Regions from separate parts of the Mus musculus genome. Here region 2 is linked to region 1. The links are chromatin contacts, called in public Hi-C maps. All regions are on one chromosome and are shown on one strand. The core of a region is the stretch at or near the end of the contact, and the rest is flanking DNA. Distances in the headings are between cores, read along the strand shown.

Evidence for each region. Hi-C and Micro-C count contacts between places; a contact is called where the count stands out from the background.
Region 2: a contact with region 1 is called in a Hi-C map of pancreatic cancer cells, with 2.5 times the contacts expected there. The contact joins two enhancer-like sites. A contact is called at or near these places in 3 of 39 promoter capture datasets (embryonic stem cells, hippocampal neurons and stem cell-derived epiblast-like cells), 28 of 484 Hi-C or Micro-C datasets (the Ba/F3 cell line, the F1.1 cell line, the G1E-ER4 cell line and 15 more), 3 of 115 datasets of contacts at active chromatin or transcription factors (bone marrow-derived dendritic cells, embryonic stem cells and extraembryonic endoderm stem cells) and 2 of 9 other capture datasets (adipose tissue and embryonic stem cells).

Annotation. Positions count from the first base shown.
Region 1 is chr15:39,732,795-39,740,197 of GRCm38.p6, forward strand. No RefSeq gene overlaps it. Among named protein-coding and RNA genes, the nearest start is that of Dcstamp, 9.4 kb to the right of the region's middle. Within about 2 kb of position 4,872, at least 26 of the 459 cell types and tissues checked have an H3K27ac peak or open chromatin away from gene starts, as enhancers often do. A contact at or near this core is called in bone marrow-derived dendritic cells, bone marrow-derived macrophages and pancreatic cancer cells, where this site is marked.
Region 2 is chr15:39,828,272-39,835,482 of GRCm38.p6, forward strand. All of the region lies in intron 4 of Dpys (dihydropyrimidinase), which reads right to left. Among named protein-coding and RNA genes, the nearest start is that of Dpys, 26 kb to the right of the region's middle. Within about 2 kb of position 5,605, at least 11 of the 459 cell types and tissues checked have an H3K27ac peak or open chromatin away from gene starts, as enhancers often do. A contact at or near this core is called in bone marrow-derived dendritic cells, bone marrow-derived macrophages and pancreatic cancer cells, where this site is marked.

The DNA of each region.
Region 1 (7,403 bases), core at 3,622-6,121:
TAAATTGGGCTACTAGAAATGCCTCAGACCTAAGTGGTCACAAGCTTAAGTTACAGAAGCCACACCACACAGGTGATAGATAAAGTCCCCTCTGTTTCTCTTTGACAAGAAGAATCTACTACTTGTCATGAGCTTTCTTCATACCCACAAGGCCATCTTGTTTCAACACTCTGTGTTCTCTGTTAGCTCCTCTGTGGCAGCCATCATGCTTCTGCAACTTACAGCTCCCGCCGAGAACAGAGATGCTGGCGAGGCACAGTGGACAGTGGTCAGGTTTAGTTCTTGAGCAGTGATGGATGCCCTGATTAAAGGGCTAACACGACAGTTAGAAACTCTCCATTCGGTGGCCTTGACCATCCCAGCATTAACTTTTTTAGATATAAAAAAGTAAAAGTACTGGGTTAGGTCAAGACAAGAGCAGAGGGTCCAGGGAAAAGCCAACCCATGAGAGCCAGGATCAGAGGGATGCCATCTGAGGCCCATTTAGTCCTATGATTTGATACTGAGATAAAATATTAAGTGCAATAAATTTAACTCTAAGTCAGACACTACCAAAAAAATTTTTTTGGTCCATCTAAGTCTGGGTAGGCTTCTTATTAGTCAAGAGTTTAAGTCATAAATCTCCTTGTGGACTTGAGCACAGGGCACATGACACCCTGTGCTGTCTCCTGCTTTCAGAAAGGGTTGATGGATCCTTTCCCTCACATTTATTTCAGCCATTAATGTGGCACCGTAGATGTTGAACCAGACAGAAATAGAAGACCGAAAGGTTGGTCCTGTCAAATGGTCTTAATACGAGTCTAAGGGCCCAGCCTCCACGTGCTCTTGACATCACCCAGGAATTGTCAGGCTGCAGATGCTGAGGTGGGACCTGGATGGAGGTAAGTGAGGAGGGGTAGGCAGGCAGAGGATAGGCTAAAGGATAAAATGGCTGCTGCAACTATGCAAGAGGAGGATGCTGGGATGCAGGAGTCTCGGAAGTGCTGGAGGTCTATAAAAGTGTCAGGTAGATCTTGCATTGTTCCAGGAGATGACGAATGGTTCTAACTGTTGGAGCTTTGGCAATATGGCTATGACTACACTGACCTCTTGGAACCCCATGTGCTCAAACTTGAAAAAAAAAGGCTACTGATGTAGAAATGCATCCTGTCAGCCCCTGCCCTATACACACACAGTGTCTGCAGAAGTGGTCCTGGCACCCAGGCCAGGACACCAAGCATCAAGACTGGTGGAGGCCTGGGAGGCAGACCCAGCCGGAATGTCAGGCTCCCAGCAGGCATGCAGAAGCTCTCACTCCTTGAACAATTGTTTCCTATCACTGTTTACTTTTCTCCTTGAAAAGCAAGCTATGGAGTGAAGGAAAAAAAAAAAAAAAGAAGTCTCCAAAGTCCATTCCAATCCACCTCCTCTGCAGCCTAATTTCCATTCTAATGTTTGTGTGGTTCCCAGTGGCCCTGGGCACTCATTATTCTCCCGCTGTGTCTGTTGCTGTTCCCCCAACCCAGAGTCTGCTGTCTTGTTAGGGGCTGCATGGACTCATTTAGGGACTAGAGATAGGATAGCAGAGTTAGGGTGTCTAGGGAGAGGTCCAGGAGGAGTCTGGTACCTTGGGAATAATCTTAGTACGGCTTCATACATTCTGGCCCCCAAGGTGGGCTCCCTGTAGCTTCGTGTGGCTGTCACTTGGACACCAGAATTTGCACTCTATGCTGGTGCTTGAATGACATGTTACACCCTGGATGAAGGAAGGGTAGGTGTGGGGCATAGAAATCTGCTAATCTGAAATTCTGCATCATGCCTGTGTTGAAGGTGATGCTCTCTTTGTTGATAACAGCTCCTGAGCCAAGAGCATGCCTGGGTTTGAATCTTAAAGCCACTCCCTGTTTGCTGTATGACCTTGGACAATTAGTATTACCTCTCTGCACCCCGGTTTGCCGAACAGTTTACTGAACACCAGTAGTATAGAACCTTATCACTAAACAAATCAGTAGACACAGTTTCCTGGAAGGACCGTGGGCAGTTAGCATCATCAGTGTTAGCTGAACTTAATTTCGTTGAATCAGATGCCTTCTGGGACATGACAGGGTGCAAGGGCTGGAAAGGAAGTCACCAGCATGTCCGGCAGTATGTGCGCTATTATCTTGCTGCAGTGTTTATAGTCTGTGGCTGTCAACTCCTGCTACACTGGATGCCAACTTAGAATATTGGGTGGACCTGTAGATCCCTCCACTATTTCACAGGCTGCATCCATACTATTCCAAATCACCTGATCTAGTGACTCAGCAATCTGACTAGTTTCTGAGGAAGACAGAAGAGCAGGAGGGCACAGAGGAAGGCACAGCTATTCTGATTTTCCTCAGATGGGTTTGGACATTGGGCCAAGACCACAGCCCTGGCAAGCACCGAGTATTCATTTATATCACATCAACTGGAGTCCCAGGGCTTGCCCAGAATCCTGTGCTGCCCTTCAGAAGCTTGCCCTGTTTCCAGGGCTCGCTCTGTGCCATCCAAGCTCAGGAGCAGTGGGCGGTCGGGATGGTTCTACCAGCAAATCTCTGAAAACAGAACTGAGGCTGTTTCATAATCTGCAAATGCTGGATGCGGTCCAGAGAGAGGGAAGCTGCCCTACTTAAAAAGGCTTCAGAGAAGCAAATTCCCAGCGCATTGCAGACCTGGGAAGAGCTGCCACCTTCAGGCCAACTGAGGATGACAAGTCCCCTAAATGTGTTTAGGCCAGGTATCTCCCAGACCAATGCTGTGCCCACTGGCAGGCAAGGAGCCTCAAAGCCAAGACAGAGTCTACTGCACCTTTTTGGCTGCTTCAGTCTCTTTGCTTCCCTCCACATGTGAAGACAGATTCTATCTGCCCCCACTGAGCTAGGTCCCCAGTAAGAGGACACAACTGCTTCTAGCTGATATCCTTTTACATCTTTAAAAACTTGTTTTGTAGAATGTCACCGGTGGCCTTAGTCTATGGCTGCTCTGCAAGATGAAAATGCCAGTCACAAAGAGATGCAGGCTGCAGATGACTTTAGCAAGCTGGAACAGAACTGAAAAGGCTGTGCTCACTGCATGAGGGTGGGTAACTGGATCAGCAACTTCCTGGCTGTGTGCTGCCCCCCAAATTGCTTAGAGCCATCTATGCCCCGAAGCCTCCAGCCATCAAACCACCAGGCTCTTCCTTGCCTGTAGTTTTGCTCGGAGTCTGTGCTATTGTCAAGGAGCAGTAGTTCTAAGCTGGTTGTCCTGAGTCAGGGACACGGAGTTGCTGTTCCGGGTGGACAAGTTTGGCTAGGGTAGATGTAAGGGGTGTTTGGTGTTGGGCCTCCTGGTCGTCACAGCTCTCTCGAGTCCCAGGCTTTGCTGTGTGTGAGCTTGCCAAACTCAGCAAAATCAGAATTCTCTGGAGCAGAAAAGAACAGAGCACTAAAGGCCACATGGGAAACAAAACAGAGGAGCTAGCCAGGGAGCTCAAATCACTTGTCCAAAGATTCTTAGGTTGCTGACTGAAGCTGCTGCCGATGCCACACTCTCTGGGCACCTTCCTGGCAGTCCTCTCAGGCAACCTCTGCTTAGAGACTTGCTTTTTACAGAGACAGTGGAATCTCTTACTGGGGTGATCGCAGAGGCAAATGTGGGAGCTTCAATACATTCAAACACTCGGATGGGATGCTGTGTTATATGGAAGGGCTAAGGATGGGAGCACCTATGGACAAGGGGGAGGGGAGGCTGAACGATCCTCAGATCTCATTAGAGGCCTCTCTTCTGGTACAGCCTCTCTACTGCTACCTGGCTGCCAGATAATGGGACGAGGAAGAGAAACTTCTGATTCGAAGCTCAGCTGTGGGTGCCTGGTACCTCCTTCTTGCACAATTGAAGAGAGGTCAGATAACAGAAGACCCCCTCTCCTCTAAAGTGCCCATTTGACTGTGGGGTCCAGCTGTCCTCCTCAGGGCCATTACTGAGGAAAGAGAGGAATTCCAAAAACAATGTGTTCAGTCAGACAGAGCAGGCTGTGATAGAAGGGGGCCATCTGAATGCCTGGATTCCTTCCTATCTTGGCACAGCTCCAAAGAGCCTGCATCCTACCCTAATGATGCCCCGTGGACTCTTGTAAATAAAATCTTCACAGTTGCAAACATAAAGAAAGCAATTTCTCTGATACCCAGTTCTCCCAAATAATTTCATTATTCAAACTCAACATCCAGAACTACAGGTCTAAAGCAATGAATGAAGTGTTGAACATTGTGCTGGGGGAGGCTAATGGCCCAGCCAGACACTGTTCCCAGGTACCAGGCACCATATCCCCCATTAACACTCAAAACATGAGGCTCTCTATCAGTCATTTCCAGCCTTATCTTATCGATCCTTTAAAAGAAGGCAGTAGCGATTTATTAGCAATTTTCCAGAATCTCTGCCTCCTGGTAAGATGTTTTCCATCTATAGAGCTAAGGTCATATATCTTCTTGAGCTCTGGCTCTGGGGTGGGGAGTACCAAGGGAGTCCCCCAGAGTAAGACATTGGTGCCACAGCCAAGGGGCAATGACATTAGGGAATTCACTGTGATTTTTTTTTTCCTTTCTACTGTGGCTTCAAGGAATCAAGTGTGGAGGGAGCCTGATAAGATCAGTATATTGGTTTGTTTGTTGTTAATCTGGTTTGCTTGTTTGGCTTATATTGAAATCTTTATTTCTCTCATTTAAGAGAGAGGTCACAGGAGGAAAAGGCTGCAGGTGCATGGGGTGACAGTACTGTCCTGGCCCTGCTCACTCAGTTCTGAGTCCCAGCCCTTGTGTTACCCAGCAGAAAAACAAGAGGAAGCAATGGCCACCTCTCTGTCCCATGACCTCTTCTCATTCTGGAAATGAAGAAGTCTGGGATGATGGCCACTCTGACTCACCTCGGAGTGGCAGCCACCCCGCTCAACAGAGGTGCCTGCATGTGAGCAGACAGGAAATGGCAGAGAAGAGGCTTGAGCTGCGGCTTCTCAAACATGGCCAGCCCGAAACCCAGGACCTCTAGAGACCTGGCCAGGACCAACTGTTAGGACTGTGTAAGTCCAGTTTTTATCCTGTAGACCAAGAGGAAGGCAGGGATTCAGAGAGCTCTGGAGCAGTAGTAGGTCTTCAGGCTTACAGGCCAGAGTTTGCAAACCACATCTGTCTGTAGACAGTCTGTAGAGGCAGTGTCGGCTTAGCTTAGCCCAGGATGTTCCACTCTGTCCCCTTGTTCATCTGCCCTAATGTCCCTATGGTCCTTTACCTAAAGATGGATCCTAAGCTGGTGAGGATGCCAGCGACTGCCTCCCCTGTGTGCTGTGCTCACCCTACTTACTGTCCTATCCTGTAATTAGTATAGGGGTTATAGATGTTATTTAGCTCTGGAGGCAAATGGAGGTGCCAACTTGCATCTATCCAGCCAGCAGCTGGCTTTGGGTCTCGTTGTTTTATTATTTCTTTTTCCTAGAGTTTATACTACGGTAAGTTACTGGTGTATATAGCTACAAAAATAATATAGTTAATGTGTAATTATATTACTACAATCCTATATTAACATAATTTTACAGCTAATCCTTTTTATTATTGTTGCTACTGGGGTTATATGATTTAGTTTTGAATAAGCAATTATTTATGTGATTAAAAAGTAAAATATACCCAAAAGAATGCCACTTAAAGGCTCCCTCCTCAGCTTTGACAAGCAGGCCCCTCCTCAGAAGTGACCACAACCAAATAGGATCACGTTTCCTCCAAGACAGCAATATGGATAAACATAACAATTGGTTACATTTCTTTTATCCTTTTTGTGCAAATCTCTTCCTGGCCTCTCTTCCTGCTCCTATTTCTTGGGGGTTCATTCCATCTCAGCATACAAAGAGCCGTCGTGGTCTATTTATAGCTCCATGGTTGGAAGGCACCATTAATTATTATGTTTTTAATCTAAAGAGGCAACTTTCTCCCTCCTCCCCTCTCTGTCAGATGCACTAGGCTGCATCTTTGATCTTGCTCATTGGCCTCCAGGTCTGTGGACTCTGGAGTGGGGTTCTAGGCTGAGCAGCAGGTTGGTGTAAGCTGGACACCGGATGTCAGCAGAGTTGTTCCATCCCTATGTGCCATGTGCCCGACCAACACTGCTTTCTCTCTTTTAGAAGGAAGCACTTGGAAGTTTTCCATTCTGTACAAAGTGCTTCCTCTAGGAGCCAAGAGATCACAAGTGTGAGAAGAGGATTCTGGGAAATGTTGGAGCACTCAGGCCACACTCAATCATTTTACAGTGAAGGGATTTATGGTGGCTTAGGATTTTAAAGGTAGAGTTCACTTTATTTACCATATTTCTGTTTTATAGAAACACAGAATGGGCAAGCAACTTGTCTGAGAACACACAGCTTGACAGAGAGAAAAATACCTATCTCAACTAGAGAGGTGACCACAGCATTTCCTACCCTGATGGCTGAACAATGGTCCACCAGAAATCGGTGTGGATAAGCAAATAAATAGCAGACAGCCTCTTAGAGATCAACTCAGGTTTATTTACGGCAACTTTACCCAGGACCACAGTAAGAGGTTACATAAACTGTCAAGAATGTGTGGATCCTGTAGGATGTGAACAGATTTTGCTGTCTGACAAGGTAAATGTTGTGGTAGTTCCTTATGAATGCCAACGTACCAGCCACCTCTTAAAGTTATTCACAGGACTGGGGATGGCTCCACAGCTAGTCAGCTCTGCTCTTACGGAGGACTGGAGTTCAGTTCTTAGCATCCGTACAGGGCAGCTTATAACCATCTATAACTCCAGCTCCAGGGGAACCAATACTCTTCTCTTGTCTCCAGGCACCTGCACTTATGTGCACATGCCTCTACACAGACACATGCATAATTTAAAAATAAAATACAACCTTTAAAAAGGGTGAGCTATAACCTGCCCAAGCACAGCAGCAATCTCTGACTAGAACTCTTTACTGGACTACTCACACATGAGTTTACAGTGACTGTTGACAGTTGCTGTCATTACGTCTCATAAAGAAGAGACATATTTTAACAGAAGGGAGTCCTGTTGATGTGGCAGGAACTTGAGGTCAATCTCCACATCTCCCCAGAGGCAAGGAAGACAAATGGATGCCCAAGAAGAGTACAATGTTATCAGTCACTAGACAAGGACTAACAACAGCTACAGTGGAATACTGATCACAGTGGCTAAGCTTAAAAATAATAAATCCGCCAGGGGTGGTGGCACATGCCTTTAATCCCAGCACTTGGGAGGCAGAGGCAGGCAGATTTCTGAGTTCGAGGCCAGCCTGGTCTACAGAGTGAGTTCCAGGACAGCCAGGGCTACACAGAGAAACCCTGTCTCAGAAAAAAGCAATAATAATAATAATAATAATAATAATAATAATAATAATAATAATA
Region 2 (7,211 bases), core at 4,355-6,854, 96 kb after region 1:
GAACCAGACAATGGCTGATAATTACCGAGCATCTAGTGTATTCAGGTCATTTGCATTGTAAGGCATAGATCATTCTCCCAGCTATGGGATTTGTTTGGGTCAATTAGATTGAATGCAAATGGCATGCTCTCCTTCCAAGTGAGGTTATTAAAACCATCTTGGATTATTCTCCACTGTTACTGAAGCAAAACCCAGAGGATGCTGGGGGCTACATTTGTAATTCAATCTTAAAATTCTATTGGGTAAATGCTATCACTATTTTAATTAAAAGATAAAACTACAGGATTATGTAATTTCTCTACAGATACTTTATACACATTTTGTATTTGTAGACTGAAGGAGGTAGGATTTGAACCCAGGAATTTTGAGTCAGTGGTCTCAATTTTTATGCCATCTAGCCAGATGATAAACTACTATTAATACTGCCAATGGACTCCAACCATAGTACATCTTTGCTGTTGATTGATTGATAACCTTTTCACACTCTCAAAAAGACCTTTCTGAGAAGACTTATATTCAATAAAAGAACACTCAGATAATAAAATTGTAGCCTGAAATGCACACTTAAAAATCATGCAAATGAGGACATCCAAAGCATGCGATGTTGGAAAACTTAATAGTGCACAGTGAATTTGAATTTAAAATCAGGCTCCTATCTGATTAGCATTTGTCAGAATAATAGATACACTGGCATCAACCTCATCACATGCAAGCAATCAAAAGAGAGAGGAGGAGGGAGAGAGACAGGGGGAGAGAGAGAGAGAGGGAGAGAGAGAGAGAGGAGGAGGGAGAGAGAGAGCGGGAGAGAGAGGGAGAGAGACAGGGAGAGAGAGAGGGAGGGAGAGAGAGAGAGCGGGAGGGAGGGAGAGAGAGAGGAAGAGAGAGGGAGAGAGGGAGAGAGAGAGACAGGGAGAGAGAGAGGGAGGGAGAGAGAGAGAGAGGAAGAGAGAGGGAGAGAGGGAGAGAGAGAGACAGGGAGAGAGAGAGGGAGGGAGAGAGAGAGAGCGGGAGGGAGGGAGGGAAGGAGAGAGAGAGGGAGAGAGAGGGAGAGAGGGAGGGAGGGAGAGAGAGGGAGAGAGAGGGAGAGAGAGAGAGAGAGAGGGAGAGAGACAGGGAGAAGGAGGGGGAGGGAGAGAGAGAGAGAGAGGGAGAGAGACAGGGAGAGAGGGAGGGAGGGAGAGAGAGGGAGAGAGACAGAGAGAGAGAGGGAGAGAGACAGGGAGAGAGAGACAGGGAGGGAGAGAGAGGGAGGGAGGGAGGGAGAGAGAGAGAGAGAGAGAGAGAGAGACAGAGAGAGAGACAGAGAGAGAGAGGGAGGGAGGGAGAGAGAGAATGGTGAGGAGATTCTAGCATGCCAAATGAGCTCACTTTAGTTGACCAGATGCTGAATTTTAGTTACGATTCAGATACATAACTGAAATTAACTGATTTCCTTAGAGAGCACATGCAGTGGATGGCCACCAGCTGCCACAGTCCTCAAAATGGAATGTAGCACCCTATTATCTCACAAATTATCCTTCCTGCAAAACAGCCTCTTTCTCCAGCTAGCCTAGGAAATAGAGGAACAGTTACAGCCAGGCTTGCTGAAGCCCAGGAGCTTGACCTGAGTGCCACGTATGCAAGAAAGGGGTCCCTCAGGACCCAGCCACTGCTGATCTGCTTCGACTCCATGATATACTCAATGCCACACCACCCCAGGTCCTTACTGGCTTATTCCTAGAAAAGAGAAGCAACTTTAGTATCCCTCTGTGGCAGGCAGGATAAACATCGGTTATGTGTAGTGAGCTAAGAGGTAGCAGTCTCTACTTGGAGATACTAAGACAGGCGCAGCCTCTATTTGCAACTCCAAAGAGAATTTGCTGTTTCAAGAGCACATCTCCCAGTTGCTTGGGCAACGAGACACTGACTTGATTTGCAGTCGCTCCATGAGATGCCAACTCAGGATTTTCCTTGGTGCTTCATCACCAAGGAAAGGTCCTGTCACATGTTCTGTTCAGTCACTTGGCACATCGAAATGATATGGGAATGCAGTTTCCAGACTTCTACCATCTTAATAGCTCTCAGGAAAAAATAAATGTCAACATCTACCAGAGTCTGCCAGGGCTGCTTCTAACTTGGATGACAGGTAATTTCCTTAGAAGGCCTTAGCCCCTTTCAGATGTGACAAGCTACCTTCTTAGCATGCACAAGCTCTTCATTAAGGAGTGTATTTTCAACTTTATTCTCATTACATATTTGTGAATATAAAAAATTAAAAATAAGCCTGGTGTGGTGGCACATGCCTTTAATCCCAGCACTCGGGAGGCAGAGGCAGGTGGATTTCTGAGTTCGAGGCCAGACTGGTCTACAAAGTGAGTTCCAGGACAGCCAGGGCTATACAGAGAAACCCTGTCTCAAAAAACCAAAAATAAATAAATAAATAAATAAATAAATAAATAAATAAATAAATAAAAATTCCTAATGGCTCATTGCTCCCCTCCTCAACTTTTAAAAGAACAAACCTCATGCAAAAAGTGTAAAGAAGGAAGATAGAGTCCAGGAGTCCATAAGCTAAAGTATGAAACCACAAAACTTCAACCTAATTGCACATCTAAAAATACGGCAAGCGCGATCGAGACCACAGGTATGGACTGTAGAACTTTCATATCTCTTCACTTGACGTCACAGCAACACCTCACGATGCTTTGATAAAGAAGAAATTGATGCTCAATGAAACGAACTGATCTGCCACACATGGGCAGTGACGGAATCAGACTTAAAGGCTTCCTCCTCTGATATAGGACCATACACACATTGTTACAAGAAAAGCAATACTTTCATTCTCGGGGGGAGAGCATACATTCCTAAACATTTTCAGCCAAGCACAAACTATCTGTGGATGTGACCAAGTGGTAACCCACTTTCCCTTCCTGGTTTCCTTTGCTCTGTACTGCAGGTGGCTGTGAACAGCACTTGTGTCTGGCTTCCATCTGGTCCTCTTCTAATTGTGTTTGCATCCTCATGGTTCTAATAACTCTTGTGTCTTTATCACCTGTTTCTTCCCTAGCACCTTTTGTTAGGTTGTTCCCTCTCTATCCACATTTACTCTCCATTGTCTTTCTCTATCCTTGGACATGGGACCAAATGCAAAGACTCTATCATCCTGTTGCAATCTCCCACTTAACGGCATTTATATCTCTGAGAGATCCTAAAGATCTCTGAGCTATGAGGCATTTTGAATGCATAGGACTCTCTTGATCACCAGACAGCCTTATTAGTGAGAAGTGACAGAGTGGGTGGAGCCTTGCATCCTGAGAGCTATGAGTGAAAGTTGAAAGGGGAGGAGGATGAACTGCAGGTGTCAGGGAAGATGCTTGAACTACAGCGTGAAGATAGCTATGCTTTTCAAAATAACTTTCCTTGTAAATAACAGGGTGAAGCTCTGCTGAGCTACACCGATTCAAAATATTATTTTTTCAAAAGAAGACACCATTTGGGAAGAAAATTAAACAGAGACAGGATGGTAGTAAATGGAGGCTTGAGTTCAAATCCTGATGTTGTATATCTGTGCTTTGCATATGATGAATCAATGTTCTTTGTCTTAGTTTTCTTATCTAGGAAATGGGATTGCAATATGATTCTAGTATAGTAAATTTGTGATGGTTAAAAAAACAAATGAACCATCCCCATAATACAAACAAACAAAAAATAAATAAAACCAACAACCATGATGTATACAAAAGTACATAGCAGGCCCTGGAAACCTGGGGTCTCTTCATGTTTATAAATTGACCATGGACTAGTCACTTTTCTATTTCTGTGATTAAAAACACCATGACTGAGGAAACTCTTAGAAGAAAGCATTTATTTGGGCTTACAGTAGGAGAGGATTAGAGTCCATGATGGAGGAGGAAAGGCATGACAACAGGAACAGCTCACATCTTGAACCACAGGCAGGAAGGAGAGAATCTATTGGGCACAGCAATGATCATTTGAAACCTCAGAACCTACCTCTAGTGCATGCCTTCTCCAACAAGACCACACCTTCTGATCCTTCCCAAAGAGTTCTACCAACTGGGGCCTGAGTATTGAAATATATGAGCCTCTGGGGACCATTCCCATTCAAGCCACCACACACCAGAATTCAGCTCTTGAAGTCTTCAAAGATATTGAATAAGGTCTTTATAGAGATAGTGAAATTAAAGTGAGGCCTTTGGGGTGGAACCTAATCTAGTAAGACTGGCATTGAAAAGAAGAGGGAGTTGGAATATAGACACCAAAAAACAGGGACACATTGAAAGCCAAGGAGAAAAGCCTCCCAATGAACCAAGAAGAGAGTCTTGGGACATGGCTTGGGACATCACCCTGGGATACCTGGGACATGGCCTGGGACATCACCTTGGGACATTCTCTGGGATATGGCCTGGAACATCACCCTGAGACATTCCCTGGGACATGGCCTGGAATGTGACCTGGGATTTAGCTTCATCCACAGCTCAGAAAACACTGGTGCTATTGACACTGCCCTCTCAGGTTTCTCATCTTCAGTACTCTGGAAAAACAGGACCTTATTGCTTGCACTATGGCTGTGGTACTTTGTGTATCAGGAACCTTAAGAAATCTACACCTTCTATCAATGCTGTTTCCCTCAGAGCCACACAATTCCAGATTTTGAAATGTTCTTAAATGGCCAGTTTTCAACTGCTTTGAAGTATATCTTTTTCTAAATTTAAAAGGCAATGAGGTAATCAGATGCATAAGACCAAGAAAGAAGAGACAAGGTGACATTCAAATTCTCCTGAACTCAACCACACATCAGCCTCCCCTACCCTGGCCACTGAGAGTCAGTGCACTGAAGTATAGAAGAAACAAGACTTGGCTTGCTGCTGTTCATCAATAAAGAGCATGAGAGGATGTGGCCTTTTATGAATCTCTCTTTGGTCTTCTAAAAACAAGAATATGTGGAGGACGGAGTTGAAAAGTGGGAACTACCCCAACCTCTGTGTGAGAACTTTATGTCCTGCAACAGAAAGCTTGGGTAGATATGGATCTTTGTGCTATAGGAAAACCAAGACCAGTTCAAACAACTACAAACAAACAAATAAACAGCAAACCAACCCCAAGGCCCAGCTCCCAATGTGTGTCTGAGGAACTATTGGGGCCTCACTCTAATTTACAAATCCAACCCAGAGTTGGGACAGCACATTTGCATCCTTTAACTTGGTTTTTGTGAAAAGCAAAAATAAAATGTTTAATCAATATGTTCAAACAAGACGTGTACTTGCCCCGTAAAGACGGGAGCTTGGGTATAAAATTAGGTTGAATTTTAATAAGATACGTTAAAACAGGTTAAGGATAGACTTCTATCTCAGTTAGGGTTCTATGGTTGTGAAGAGACACCATGATCAAGGCAGCTTTTATAAAGGAAAAGATTTAATTGGGGCTGGCTTACAGTTCACAGATTTAGTCCATTATTGTCATGACAGAAAACAGAGAGGCACATAGGCAGCCATGGTGCTAGAGAAGGAGCTGAGTGCTCAACAAATGGACCAACAGGAAGCAGGAAGAGAACTAACTTGAGCTTCTGAGACCTCAAATCCTGCCCCCACAGGGACATACTTCCTCCAGCAAGGTCACGCCTACTCTAGGGAGGCCACTTCTCCTAGCTGTGCCATTCCCTATGACAAAGCATTTAGTCATGGGAGTCTGTGGGGACATTCCTAATCAAACCACCACAAGTGGGCTATAGTTGATGTTTCAATCACAGAGGAGAAACAATAACAGGCAGATTAAGCTACTGAGAGACTACACCTCCACTCTAAACAAAACAGCAGAATCCATGGCATCCAAGCTCTGGTGGTAGACTGGGGAGATGAGCACAGTGTGCTTTCTAAAGGGTCATTGAGAACCCCTTGTGCAGCAAAGTGGCTAGAAAGGTATGTGCATGGTGAAAGCTAGTGAGACGAGAATAATCAGGGATGTCAACGGCTCATATCAGCACATGCACTGTTTGGCTAAAGACTAGACCATCACTTGTACCTGTAATCCAAGAATTCTAGAGGCTGAAGCAGGAGGATCTTGAAATCAAGGCGAGCCAACCAGAAAGCGTATACTAGCTAGTATGAGGCCCCTGACACATATACAGCAGAGGACTGCCTGGTCTGGCCTCAGTGAGAGAAGATGCACCTGACCCTTGAGAGACTTGAGGCCCCAGGGAGTGGAGAGGACTGAGGGGTTGGGGGTAAACATCCTCTTGGAGACAGGGGGAAGAGGAATGGGGTGAGGAACTGTCAGAGGGGCGAGCTGGATGGAGGATAACGACTAGACTGTAAAATAATGATGATGATGATGATGATGATGATGACAATAATAATAATAATAATAATAATAATAATAATAATAATAGAAATCAAGGCTAGAAATAGAAACCCCATCTCAAACTGGAGTATAGGGAGTAGGTCAGATCTGGGCTGAGCTGAGCAGAACTTCCTTGTGAGTGAGTCACACCACCAGGGGGTATGTCTAATTTTTAGCCTGGGTTCTCTGAGATAACTCTTGGGACAGATTTATGGTGCTTCCTTTTTGCACAAGTGGCTTAACACAAGAAGTGTGGGTGGGAAATCACCTGATTTAATTACCTCAGGCCAAGCAAGACTTAAGAATGAAATGGACATCCCCTCTTTGCCAAGGTCAAAGGTAACTCAGCTATGAACAGTCTGAAGAGCCCTTTGACATCAGACATGGTCATGCAGACCAAGCCATGCAGACTTTGGAGTTTGCCCAGTTGTTTTTTGGTCTTGTTTTGGTCCAGTAAGCTCCCCTTTAGAATCATAATGTATGTCCTGTGCCATTATATGTTGGAAACATGTGATCTGCTTTTCATTTTGATTTTACAGGGGATTACAGTCAAGAGATTGCCTGAGTCTCAGAGTAGACTTTGAGATAGACTATGGAGACTTTTTCATAATGATCTACTATGGAGAGCAGGGAGTCAGATGTGGTAGTTTGAATGGCCATGGCCCTAAAGGCTCACGGGGATGGGCAATATTGGGAGGTGTGCCTTGTTGGAGGAAGTATGTCACTAGGGAATGGACTTTTAGGTCTCAGAAGCTGAAGCCTGGTCAGGGTCACTCTCTTCCTTCTGATGTGGAACTCTCAGGTCCCCCTCCAGCACCATGTCTACCTATGTGTCACCAGGCTTCCTGCCATGATGATAATGGACTAGCCCTCTG